Regions from separate parts of the Hordeum vulgare genome. Here region 1 is linked to region 2. Evidence: chromatin contacts called from public Hi-C data. All regions are on one chromosome and are shown on one strand. The core of a region is the stretch at or near the end of the contact, and the rest is flanking DNA. Distances in the headings are between cores, read along the strand shown.

Region 1 (6,601 bases), core at 772-3,271, 260 kb after region 2:
ACAAAATCCGTTAAACTAATGAAAATATTGTCGTTCTCCTCCTTACCAGATATTGAGATAAATGATACTTACGGTACAGTAACAGAAGCAAGATTCTGCAACCCATCGGAGCTTGCTAATGAAACTGTCAATTCTGCAGCTTCTGCTGATTTAACATACATAACTAGATTGTAGGTCTTTCCATCTTCTATGTTCTGAAAGATGAAATGGTAAAGGTAATTACTAAATTGGATAAGAAGAGTTGGAAGGTTAGGAGAAGGAGGTAAAAAATACTTCTACTGCCTTGCAAGGGAGACAAAAAGAGACAAAACTGCATGAGGTTACATCTCTATCATGTGATACATTGATATCCAGTATATACTTCACCAAACCACAATTTTCATGCTGATATAAGCGATCAAATAAAATCAACTTAAAATTGTGTCATACCATGCCCCAGAACCCAGGGTTGTAAATGCCAACACCACTGGCTGGGCAGTCATCACAGAGAACCTCCATCCTAAGAGCGATAATGTTTCGACTGAAACATGATGTACGATCAGTCGCCACAAATATGGAAGAGTCGTCGCCAATTATAGACCATGGGTCAATATTTGATGGCGTATGGAGTCCTCCAGCTTCAAAACCTGAAGCATAAAAATACATTCGATGATTTCACTGAAATCCAGGTATGGAGAATATTTCGATAGGACTTCTATGTTCCGGTGTCCCACAACCAACAAAAATGAATTACCTCTATTACTAACAAGTTCTGCCCATATGCCACCGGCTCCTGCATGGTTGATCTCCTACAACATTAGCCAAGGTAATTAATAGGAGAATATAATCAATGGCGGAGCTACGTCCATGTCGGGGGAGGGAGGGAGGGGGGCCTCCGCCCCCAGCTGCCCCCGGGGATTATTGGCAAGCTCCATGAAAAAACATAAACTGATATAGTGCAGACAAACTAGTATCTCACCTCAAAAAACATCCCAAACAGTGTGTCTGGTATCTTTCGGGCAAGCTGTGATGAGGCATCAACCTTGAGGGTGGCCGTCTGTGTCGCTTGTAATTCCGATGCTATGCATTTGCATCCAAAGCAGAATAGGAGCAGCACGCATGCGATGGTAGGAACGAACACTTGTTTGGAACCCATACGCTTCATCTTGTAAAGAGCACTAATGTAGTCCGTGTGTCTGTCAAACAAATGACGAAAGGAGATCAAAATTATGACTTATGAGAGTCGACTGAGTTAGCTGGGAAATGGGAATCGAAATAAGTACAAAACTGATAACGACTAGTAGTGAGAAACAATGGCGATGAGCTACTTGATCCGACTCGAGTCTTTTTTTTTCCTTCTTTTTGAACCGGGCATATAACCCCTTTCCACTATAAATGAATAACGGAAATACAGCCAAAGCTCAAAGGGGGCAAGAAAGGGGAGAGCGAGTTCAAAGCATTGCCATGGAAACACTATCCGACTGGAGTTATGTGTATGCGAATCATGCAGCTAACTAACACGGGCGTCTCAAAACGGAAAGTAATTAAGAGCCGACGGAGGCGGTGACAAACTGGTCTAACAAAAATAGGTACCGACTGACTGACTGGCACTCCCCTCCCTCGAGCGTTTCATCGAACGACCTGCCTGCATACCCCAAAACAGGAACGACCGAGATCGGAAGGCGGAGAGTAGGGATACTGCGATGAGAGGTGGAGTGGCTAGTAATTTGCTCACCATGAATCCCACCCACAGCCAGCAGCAAGCGCAAGCGGCTGAGGAAGACGGAGGCGGAGTCAGGATCCTGCGAGTGAGTGCAGGAGCAGCGGAGGCGCGCGCTTAAGTAGGCGAAGCCGCCACGGCGAGGAAGCAGTGGCTTTGAAGGGAAGGGTGGCTCCGGATGGCGATCGGACGCCGGAGGCCACGGCCAGTTGCTTGCCGGAGTGGGCCGCTTCGGCGGTTGGTTGGTTGGTCCGTTGCCCGCTGCCGCGCGCTCGCTCGCTGACCGTTGGCCCCCGCTTTATCCGTATCACCGTATGACAAGGTCGTCGCTGGGTTTATCCCACATCCAATCCAATTAATAAGGAATCATTTCGTTGGTGCGATAAGACAGGGTGGGGTTGTTGTCGAGCCACTGTCAGATGATTGAATTGAGTATTACTCCCTCCTTTTCATAATATAAAAACGTTTTCAATACTGCATTAATGTTAAAAGCATTTTTATATTATGGAATTACGTCGCTTTCTTGAGACAAATTTATTTACGTCCCCTGGTTTTTTTTAATATGTGTTTTATTTATAGCATAGAAAACAAAGTACAAATCACGTAATGACCGACATAACAAAACTAAAAAGATAACAGAACATCGCTAAACTTTACACCAACGTTCATCGTATGCCTTCAGCATCACCACAGTAGCCAACAAAGAAAAAAATAACGGATCATCTCCTTATCCGAGCTTAACGCAGCTCCATCGCTGATACGCAAGTTTGCGGATCTCGAAAGTGGCTCATCAAAAGTGAAGCAATTGTCGTTGAACGAATCAGACCGGAGCAACACCCTGAACACGTTATCGATCTCCAGATCTGATACCCCACCACGACTAAGACGCCGAAGGAGGAAACCATACCTGTCATCCATCAACCACGAACCTAGCACACGTTTCGTCTTTCAGATGTCATTGGTGTAGACCACAATCCACATCCGCTCCTGGACTACCTCTCAAACTCTACAACGGCGTTGGGGCAAACACCATCACAATGACGGAGCCCGAGGACACAGGTCCACCACGAGGATGACACCGTCATCACACCATTCTTACTTGAACAGACTGATTTTTAAATTCATCCCCAACCATAACACTAATTACCTCATTGGGGACAAACCTGAACATTCTTTATTCAGCGCCGTCATCATCGCCTTCAAAGCAAAGACGACGAACAACCAAAAAAACAAATCTACTAAGAGCATCTCTAGTAGAACCCTCAAACCCTCAAACCCTTAAAAATAACCGCTTTTTTACAGTTTTCATCGAAAAAACGGCGTAGACTAGAACCCTTAAACCCTTAAACCCGTAAAAACATTTAGAGGTCCAACCCTCAAACCCCTTCCCAACATGTAGAAGTGAGGGTTGGGAGGAAAAACTCCCCCCAACCCGCACTCCTTTTCCCACATCGCGCGGGAGGAAGTTGGTTCCCGCGCGCGGGAGGAATCCACAGCGGCCGCCGCCAGCCCGCCGCCCTCCGCGCTCCGGTCGCCGCCCCGCCGCCCCCCGCGCTCCGGCCGTCGCCCAAACGGGCGCAGCTATCCCTCCCTTTCCTTCTCGCTCGTCTTCCTTGCCCCCTCGCGCAACAGCAGCGCCACAACGCAGTGAGTGGCACTTCCGTGATTTCGCCGCCGCGGGGGCGGGGGTAGGAGGAGGAGGAGGGAAGGAGGCCATGGGCAACGCCAGCGGCAGGGAGGAGGATGCCGCCGCGCCCGGGGAAGTCGACGCCGCCCGGGAGTCCCGGCCGCTCCCTCTTGCCGCGGATGTTCGCGCCCCAGGTCAGATCACCAGATCCCGCGCCCACTTCTCCGTTTCGTTGCTCGCTCTACAGGTACAGAGTTCAGTTCGGGTCGGATGCCTAGTTTCGCCCCTGCTGCTAGTTCGTCTTAGTATCATTGATTGTAATTACAATGCAGGAAGACACCAGTTGTGTTTATCTTGCCGAGTTTCACTTTGGCAGTCGTTTGTGCGAGCTTGATTGTTTTCTCCTAAGCAGCAAACTGTTTCAGAATAAGCTATGCTACTTGGACAGTTAAAAAACCATGTGGCTAAACAGGGAGGTTCTATTATGTGCAAATTGTTGAATGACTGTTTGATTGTACAGACGTTTTATGGGTTTTGCTCTTCTGATTAAAATTTAACATGAAGTAGATTGGTTAGTTCTAGAATTTTCGTTTCCCCTTGCCCAATAGTTAGTTTAGGTACTGTAATGGTGATTCTAAGTTAGTCATGAGAATGATGTCTCCGTGTGGGCTGTCCTATTTGATTCGAACAATTATTGTAATTTGCTCAAACATTGTTGTAATGATTTAAATGATTATTGTTTTATTCGATGGTGCAATAATAACTAGAATGATTATTGTTTTATGTCAAATGTGATTGAATTTGTGATATGTCATATGATGAAATGTGTGATATATGAAACGACAGTTTTAAGGGTTGGGGTTGGGGTTGGGGCAAAGACTAGAACCCTCAAACCCATGTTCCTTGTTGTCTTAAAAGTGTCAAAAATGACCAATTCTCAACCCTTAAAAGTGGTTTTAGATTTAAGGGTTTGAGGGTTCTATTAGAGATGCTTTAAGACCTAACCTAAAACTATACGATCCATACATGTAGATCCGACGATTTTCTTCATCATCGACGACGAGGTCAACGGCAGAGGGGAGCCGCCAAAGGAACGAGGCGAAGGGACTCTTCTAAAGACGGCTAGGGTTTCTAGCCGCCTGCCCAAGAGGAAAAGACGCTTGATTTGTTTGTCAGCTGATGATGTGCCATACGTACTCTGTCTGCGGAGAGGATACGGAGTTAGTAGAAATTAATCGCAGGAATTTAATTTTCGTACTATGTGTGAAATGTTTGCTGTTTACATGCTCAACTTGGCATTGTGCTGTCTTTGCTTAACGCCCAACACAAGAAAGCTCAAGCACCCCATGTTCCTTGTTGTCACGTGTCCAAAGCTGCATCTTTTTCTCAAGGAGACGGAACATGTTAGAACATCTTCGGCCTCAAAACGAGGTCCCTACGTACATACAGAGTGACCTTAATTTTTATCATTTGCAATCATAAACCCTATTTATAAAATATTAAATACATGCAACCATATGTATGTCGATTATTTTGAACGTTTAACCCGTTTTAGGTCAACTAGTTGTTAAACATCAAATAAATTATTTGATGTACCTAAGATTTAGTTGATGTACCTAAGATTTTCAATGTAAATATATATAGCATTCATGTTGGGCCGGTGAGGTTGGGGTTTAGGGCTTATTTGGGACTGCTCTACTTTATAAAATTCAGTTTTACTTCATCTAATACACTTTGGAGCAGTTTCATACATAAGATGTAACTCTTTTAATGATAGTGTTTGGTTTCTATGTAGCTCCAGCTTCAAGAATGAGAAATTTGATGAAAATGGTATATCTGATTGGATGAGTAGGGAGAAACAAAGGGGTATCCACTTACTGGTGCCAGTGGTGGGTAATTTCCTTCCAACTCTAGCTTCTACATTTTCTTGAAGCACCTCCTAAATAGCTTCACAGAAAACATGAAGTTGTACCCCACATTTTAATTTTTTTTACGGAACGACATGTTGTGAAGCTACCCCGTTTGGCTTGTGTTTTCTAGAGCGGAGTTGAATTTTAAGGAGCAGAGTAGTCCCAAACAGACCCTTAGTCCCACCTTGCTGTATGAAGAGCGACACAAGCCGAAAATGCGTTTTGATTCCCGGGAGCACGTGCTCCTGTATGTGGAAAATGATTTTTGAAATATAAAAAAAACTAACAAAAAATTTATGTGTTCTTTGTCACATCCAAATGCTACTTGAATTTTTTTAAAGTCAAATATTTTGGCATGTGCAAAAAAAACAAATGAAACACCAAATGTTACACCAAAATGCCACTCCAAATTTGTTCTTTCTTCACCCACAAAACAATACTACTCCGTTTTGCACGAAAATTATCACACGTGCTTATGTCACTAACAAGAACACCCACAAAAAATTCAGAATTTTTTAAAACATTTTGATACATTTTTTATGTTACTATTCATTCGGGTGCAAATGCACCCGTGAATCAAAACACCTCCCCGACACAAGTGGCTTATATAACTGCGATCCAAAAGTGGTAGGATTCGATCATCGTTGCATCCTTTCTAAATGATGTGAACCGTTGCTATGGATCTTCTCTACTTATAAACAAAGAAGATTCATAGTGATAGTTCATATCCCTCACAAAGCGAGTATTGGTGTTTGAATCATTTCATCAAGCTCTATTGGTTCATACTATTGCTACTGGCTACGCCTATAGGGATTTCTTTGGCAAATATGCAAAGGATTCCCCCGCGGCCTTGGAGCCTTGCGTTGGTGTTCCCTTGAGGAGGAAAGGGTGATGTAGCACAGCGGCGGTAAGTATTTCCCTCAGTTTGAGAACCAAGGTATCAATCCAGTAGGAGGATCGCGTCAAGTCACAAGTACCTGCACAAACACAAAGAGCTTGCACCCAACACTATGAAGGGGTTGTCAATCCCTTATAGATTGTTTGCAAAGTGAGAACTGAAAGCAAAAAGAAAACAAAGCGAAGTAAAAGTAAAAGCGGAGATGATAATTGTGAATAGACCCGGGGGCTGTAGTGTTCACTAGTGGCTTCTCTCATGAAAGCAAGTAGACGGGGGGTGAACGAATTACTGTCGAGCAATTGATAGAACCGCGCAAAGTCATGATGTTATCTATGGCAATGATCATACATATAGGCATCATGTCCAAAACAAGTAGACCGATACTTTCTGCATCTACTACTATTACTCCACACGTCGACCACTATCCAGCATGCATCTAGTGTATTGAGTTCATAAGAACAGAGTAA
Region 2 (6,252 bases), core at 1,572-4,071:
AATCGAGTGTAGAGAGCACTGGGATGATCCCCAGGCTCGGCCTCATCCACTACGGGCATCAGGAGGGGCTGAGGGTGGCCGGAGGATGCCGGCAACGAGCCGAGGCGGCTGCCGGAGCTCGGGCTCGTCGGTCTCGTGGCTAGAGTGCAGGAGAACGAGGGGAAACAGGGGGAAATGCTCGTGAGCTCACGGTGGTGATGAAGATGGGCTCAGACTGCTCGGGGAGGTGCTGTAGCCGGCGATCCAACGTTGATTTGCCGGTGGCCGGAGGTTGAAGACGACGGCAATGGGGCGTTGCAGAGCTTGGGGAGGTCGATTCCTTTGGCGTGCGCGTCGAGCTCGATGAGGCGGAGAGGATGGAGCACTCGGGAAGGCTTCTCTGTGGCCAGAGAGCTCGGTTGGCTCGAGCTCAAGCTCCTGCTAATGGCGGTAGGAGGAGAGGGGAAGAAAACCGAGAGGAGGAGGGGGAATGGGGAGAGAGAGAGGATAAGGGAGTGCTCGGGAAACTCATCCCCGTTGTCGCGCTGTCCTGGGGGCACCGGGGAGCGCCACGGCGAAGCAGGAGGTGGAGGGGGCCGCCGTGGTCGATCTCTCCTCTACCAGAAGGTAGAGGAAGAAGACGACCCTGCCGCTGTGGGTTGGGCCTTGCAGGTGAGCGTAGGATAGGGTTTTTCCTTTTTCTTCTGTTTCTGTTTTCTATTTTATTTGCTGATATTATTAGCTATTTATTTTGGCTTCAAAAGCAATTCAAAAATTAGTTTGAATAGCCCTGAGTGTTAGTTGGAATATTTCCAACTTCTCCTGAGGCTTGCAACATTTTTGAAAACTTGAATAATTTTGAATTCAAATATATCATTGTTTTCAGTAGTTTTTAACTTAAATTTAAAATGCCAAAAGTAGGTTGAATATAAGTTTCATCTCTGATATTTTGTTTTCAACATTTATCAGAAATATTGAACTTTTAAGAAGGCCATTTTGGGTTCATTGATTTTGGCAAGATTTGAATTTCCTTTGAATAGAAGTGGCTAGGGTTTTTGGTTTGAGTTTCACCACTTCCTTTGATTTTGTTTCAACTTCTTGAATGCAATGGAAGAAGATATGAGCACAAATGTTAAACCCTAGTTAGGAATCCAGGGATGTGACAAAATGTTCTTTAAATTCGAAAAATGTCTTTTCTTTTTTTAAAAATATACTGGATTTTCAGAAAATGTTTGGGATTTTCAAAATATTTTGTGGATTTTCAAAAAATGTTCAGTATTTTACATAATATGTTGAAAGCTTCGAAATTTGTTCCCTTTTCCCAATTTTCATGGGAATTTCATAATTTGTTCCGAAATTTAAAAAATGTTAACGTTTTCATTTTCTTAGGAGTTTATAAAAATGTTCCGGTTTCAAACAATGTTCACAAATTTCTCTCAAAAAAATATCTTCAATTTTGAAAAATGTTTTTTTTCTTTTTTGAAAAATGTCCTGGATTTTCAAAAAATATTTGGATTTTAAGAAATGTTCTGGATTTCCAAAAAATGTCCCCGTTCAGGTTTTCATATTTCGTTAGGGAGTTTTGAAAAAATGTTCTGTTTCAAAAATTGTTTGCAAATCAAAAAAAATGTGTTTTCAATTTTGTTTTGGAGTTTATAAAATGCTCGCATGCAAAAGTTTTCGTGTTTCCAATTTTCTTTTAGAATTTAGAAAATGTTCCTGTTTTTGAAATATTGTTAATGTTTAGTTTTTTGGATAGTTTAAAAAATGTTCCCGTTTTAAAAAAATGTTCGCTTCTCCAAAATTCATTCGTGTGTTTAAAAAATGTTAGAGTTTCTTTGATAAAACATTCATGTTTTGTTTTCTTAAAAAAGTTTTGCGGTTAAATTTTTTGAAAACATTCGGATCGGTGTTTAAGTTTCTTAAGGATTTGTATCATTGTGTAAACATGAAAGCTCGCTAGCTCGAGTGGCAAGAGACATATGCTCTGAAGCAGCCGACCCTGGGTTTGAAACTCGGCAGCGTATCCTTTTTTTTATTACGGCCATATCTACTTGTCGCTAGCAAGATGGGTTGGTTGGCCTGGTCGCGATCTTCATGGGTTGGCCTAGTTGAGGCGGTCCCCCTTTGCGGTTCGGGACTTCCTGCTGCAACAAGCGGGAGGTAGGAGCTCCCAAATAACGATGTTGGCATCTTTGAAATTAATTAACAAAAGGCTTTCACTTTTTTAGAATTGACAAGGCCCAACCCAATTCCGTGAATGAAGTGAGCCCAATTGTTGGAGTGCGACACCCAATTTCGTAAGACCTAGCCCAATTGTGCCCATATCATGAGAAACACCACATAAATGAGGAGAGGACCATATCTGGCCAAACGATCCGGCACGGTACAACCCAAAACGGCCCGCTATAAACGGGTCCGGCATGACACGCCCAACGTCGTGCCGTGCCGGCCCACGTGCGCAGCCTCTAGGCCCACACACGACACGTTAGCTATACGGGTCGGTCTGTCGACACGCCAGGCCCGTTGGCCTGCTAATCTTTTAGCTTTTAGGCTACCTTTTGGACTGATTTTGATCTGTTAAGCTATTTTATATGTCTTATATATATATATATATATATAATAGAAAATATAAACGGGCATGTCATGCCGGTCTATGTACCACACGATTCGAGACAGGCTTTGTATCTGACACAGTCTGATTAGCCCGTGTCATGCGTGATCCATGGCATGTCGGGCCTCCGTGCTCCTGGACCGGTCCAAAAAGCACAACCCGTTTGGCAAGGTACGGAGAGGACCCCCCTTGGAAAGCAGAGCCGCCGCAGGGGCTTCGTTGCAATATATCAAGACAGGAGCGGACGCCCCGTGAAACCCGCCACCGCACCACCCACCTTTCTCCTTTGCCTCCATTCCCTCTCTCCCGTCGTCTCCCCCTCCGACGACCTGATCTCTTCTCCCCCTCCGCGCCACCGCCACCTCGCTCCCCGGCCGTCTAGCACCATCGTCCGCGGTCTCGGCCTCGGCACAGCAGGACCTCCAGCACCGCACCCTCTTCAAATTTGGTCAGACCGCTCCTCCGACCGCCACCGGCGCGTCAGGTACCCTCCTCCTGCATTGGCGAATATTCTCGCTTGAGTACATTTTATCCCATCAAATGATCGTGGTCGCGTGGTGGGCGTGGCGCAAATACACATACGACCGTGAATTTTGTCGCAGCTACGTGCTGGATCGCGACGATTGGTTTGTTAGTGTAGCGGCGAGCCTGCAACTACCTTAGTGATGTCGTTGAGGAAATTACCGTATTATTTTTTGCTGGATTCGCGAGAAATTATTACTAAGTTGTATGGTTCAGTGTTCACGAGAAATTTCTTGGGTACTAACTCAGGGTGCAGGCTGCATATGCATTTTTGCCGGATTCTCTGTTTCCATAATTTGGGTAATAATTTATCTTGGGAGTCGACGGCCACAGTTCTGTTGCTGATTCCTTGTTACCATCATCATAGTTTACGAACCCGATCTCTATTTTAGTCTCTGAAGAGAACCTTTGCCATGGATTGCGAAAGTATTGCTTTGAACTTATTGCTGCAACCTTTTAATATTTTGTGGTATTCAGCATGGTAAAAAGCTGGGTCACTTTTATCAGCTCATGGTTTTAATGAGCATTATATCAAGTGGAGGCAAACGAGGGGGCTAGGGACGGTGTGGTAGGGGGCATAGGAGATTAAGAGGGCACATGGTGTTGTATAAGAGTTACAAATCATGGAGCAATGATGTTTTGGTAATGAAATTGCTAGTGCAGGGAGTGTGCTCGATGGGGTTGATCTAAGAAAAAAGGAATAAATGCACTGCGGTTTAATTTTAGGAAAGTTGCGGTTGTTTCTAATCAGATGCTGACAAATTTAGAAACCTTATAAACATACTTAGGGTTTTTAGTCCCTTAAATATCGTAAAACTGATCATCAGCACTGTAGTTAGCTGCTAAATCATAGGTTATTTTTCTTGTTGGTTATCAGAGCATCTACTGGATCCCTTCGTAAAACCGATCCATTTTATTGTATATAACTTGATGTAACTGCAACTATTTTCTGTCACAGGCTGCATACAGTATTGTGGCAACGGCATTATGGGGACAAAATCACCACACGCTGATTCAGACAAGACGGAGATTGGAGAAATAGATACAAGGGCTCCTTTCGAATCTGTTAAAGCTGCAGTAAGTTTGTTTGGTGAGGTCCGGTTTTCCTCTGACAGATCCGCCACCAGAAAGGCACAGGCCCCTCAAGCAGAGGTACTATTTTTTAGCCAAAAATTGTGTGCTTTAATATGAAACTAGCAAAAGGGCCCGTGCGTTGCAACGGGAGAAAAAAATACCACACGCTTTTAATCTTTTTATAATCATTTTGATTTATTAAAATAATAAGCTAACTAACTAATGTAGTCAGTCCTATCCTATTTTGTTGAGAAATCAACCCGTCCATTGTTAATTCCACCATGATGAGAAATTGAGCAGGACAAGCAAAGCAAAACAAAGAGGCTACGTGAATTGATCAATGGACTGTTATCTTATTTCACTCATGGGGTAGAGAATGTGGGATCAGATGACAAACTGAAGGTGGTGTTCCATTCTCTGTCTCTACAACAATACAATCTTACATTCAAGACATTCATTCATCAGCAAATAAATCCCCACAAAACAAAATTTCTTGCCGGTGCTTGGCACACGGTTGGAGGCATGGGGAGGGGATCTCACCAGATGATGAGTTCCTGCCGGAGGAGGGGATACGATGAGGGGAGCAAGGGTTAGGCGCCTCTATCTGGCCATAATTAAGGAGTCGCCGTTGCGGCGCCATAACCTTAGAGTTCCCTGTGTGAGCCATGGAGGCCCGCCTCCACCTGCAAGTACTTCGCTCCGCCGCGCCGCCGCCGTTCTGCATCGAGTAGACGCATCATCCCCACTCACTGTAGTTGTCGCGTTGATTTGATCCAGAAGCTGTGCTCGAGCGCCGAAAAGGGGGCAGCAAGCAGGCAGAGGTACGGCCGCGGAGGCGGGTGGGTTGAGATCGATAACAGTGGTGGTTGAGGTCGGCCGCGGCGGCGAGTGGTGTGGCAGCGGCCTGGGCACAGGCCAGGGTGGACCAGGGTCGACGCGATGCGCTCGAGCGCCGCAACGGGGGCAGTGTGCGGGGAGAGGTACGGCCGCGGAGGCGGGTGGGTTGAGATCGGCAGCGGTGGCGGTTGAGGTTGGCAGCGGCGGCGAGTGGTGTGGCGGCAGCCTAGGCACATGCCAGGGTGGCCCAGGTTGACGGGAGGAGGCGATGCGTACGGGTATAATTTTTGCAGCGAATCGTTTTTTCCTTTTACGTTGCAGATAAATGATGGAGCGCGGGTTGAATAACAAAAACTACAGGTTTTTTTTTTTATAAAAATACCGCGGTGGGTTTTCCGACGGAAGCAATAGCCGCTTTATTATTAGGTATAGATTAGGTATAGATTATATGATAGGCCCGCATGCATACTTTTTTTTGTATACATTGTATGCAACTGCAGCTATCTAAGAATATTAATCAAGTGCAGATATCATTGATGAAAAGCTATATTAGTGCTTGAATTGCCAAACTAAAAATTAATAGGGTTTCTGTGATTCGATGTGTAGATCATACTCTGTATCGACAGTGAAGTCGTCAGATTGTAGCATGCCATATACTTTTCTTTTGACCCGTTCCCAATGTTCATTTGACATTTGCATAAACGTTTATAGATTATTGCCTATAGTTCAGTTTCAGCAAGCACTCAGCTGTTATGAAAGTTGCAACATCCACTTTTTGACACGAGGAAGGAACCAAGGGAAAGTGATTTTACATGTATATCAGAACATTATATTTACAGAAACTGTCATTTGTCTTTAATTACTAATATCTGTGGTAGGTTTGGACATTTTTTGCAGCTGTTACAGTTTGTCTTAAGAGAAACTTCTGTACTAGACATGATGTGCGATGGAATCTTTAGTTGTACCTGAACATTCTTTGTCCTATTAACTCACCCTTTATCTTAGTAAAGCACAAAGTTCAGTATCTTGGTAGAGAACTTTGGTCTTGATGCATTTGATAGGAGAATAAGTTATTTGCAAGCCTAAGAGTGGACCAAGTACAACCACAACACGCGCCACGTCCCTAAGCGCTAATCATAGCCGGTAGTGACGCCTGAAGGGCAATCGCAAATGCTTTAGCCCACAGCCGTGCCTCCACACAGATCGTGTCAAGCAGCGAGGCAATG

Evidence for each region. Hi-C and Micro-C count contacts between places; a contact is called where the count stands out from the background.
Region 1: a Hi-C map of leaf shows a contact between it and region 2, with 3 times the contacts expected there. The contact joins the promoter of LOC123448212 here to the promoter of LOC123448211 in region 2. A contact is called at or near these places in 2 of 6 Hi-C or Micro-C datasets (leaf and seedling).

The regions. Positions count from the first base shown.
Region 1 is chr4H:150,426,857-150,433,457 of MorexV3_pseudomolecules_assembly, forward strand. It overlaps LOC123448212 (alpha-L-arabinofuranosidase 1-like), which reads right to left and starts at 2,022. Exons shown (of 18, transcript XM_045125036.1): 1 at 1,715-2,022; 2 at 959-1,175; 3 at 734-788; 4 at 430-626; 5 at 73-194. The coding sequence starts at 1,144.
Region 2 is chr4H:150,161,874-150,168,125 of MorexV3_pseudomolecules_assembly, forward strand. LOC123448211 (WEB family protein At5g55860-like) reads left to right here and starts at 2,822. Exons shown (of 3, transcript XM_045125035.1): 1 at 2,822-3,077; 2 at 4,074-4,267. The coding sequence starts at 4,103.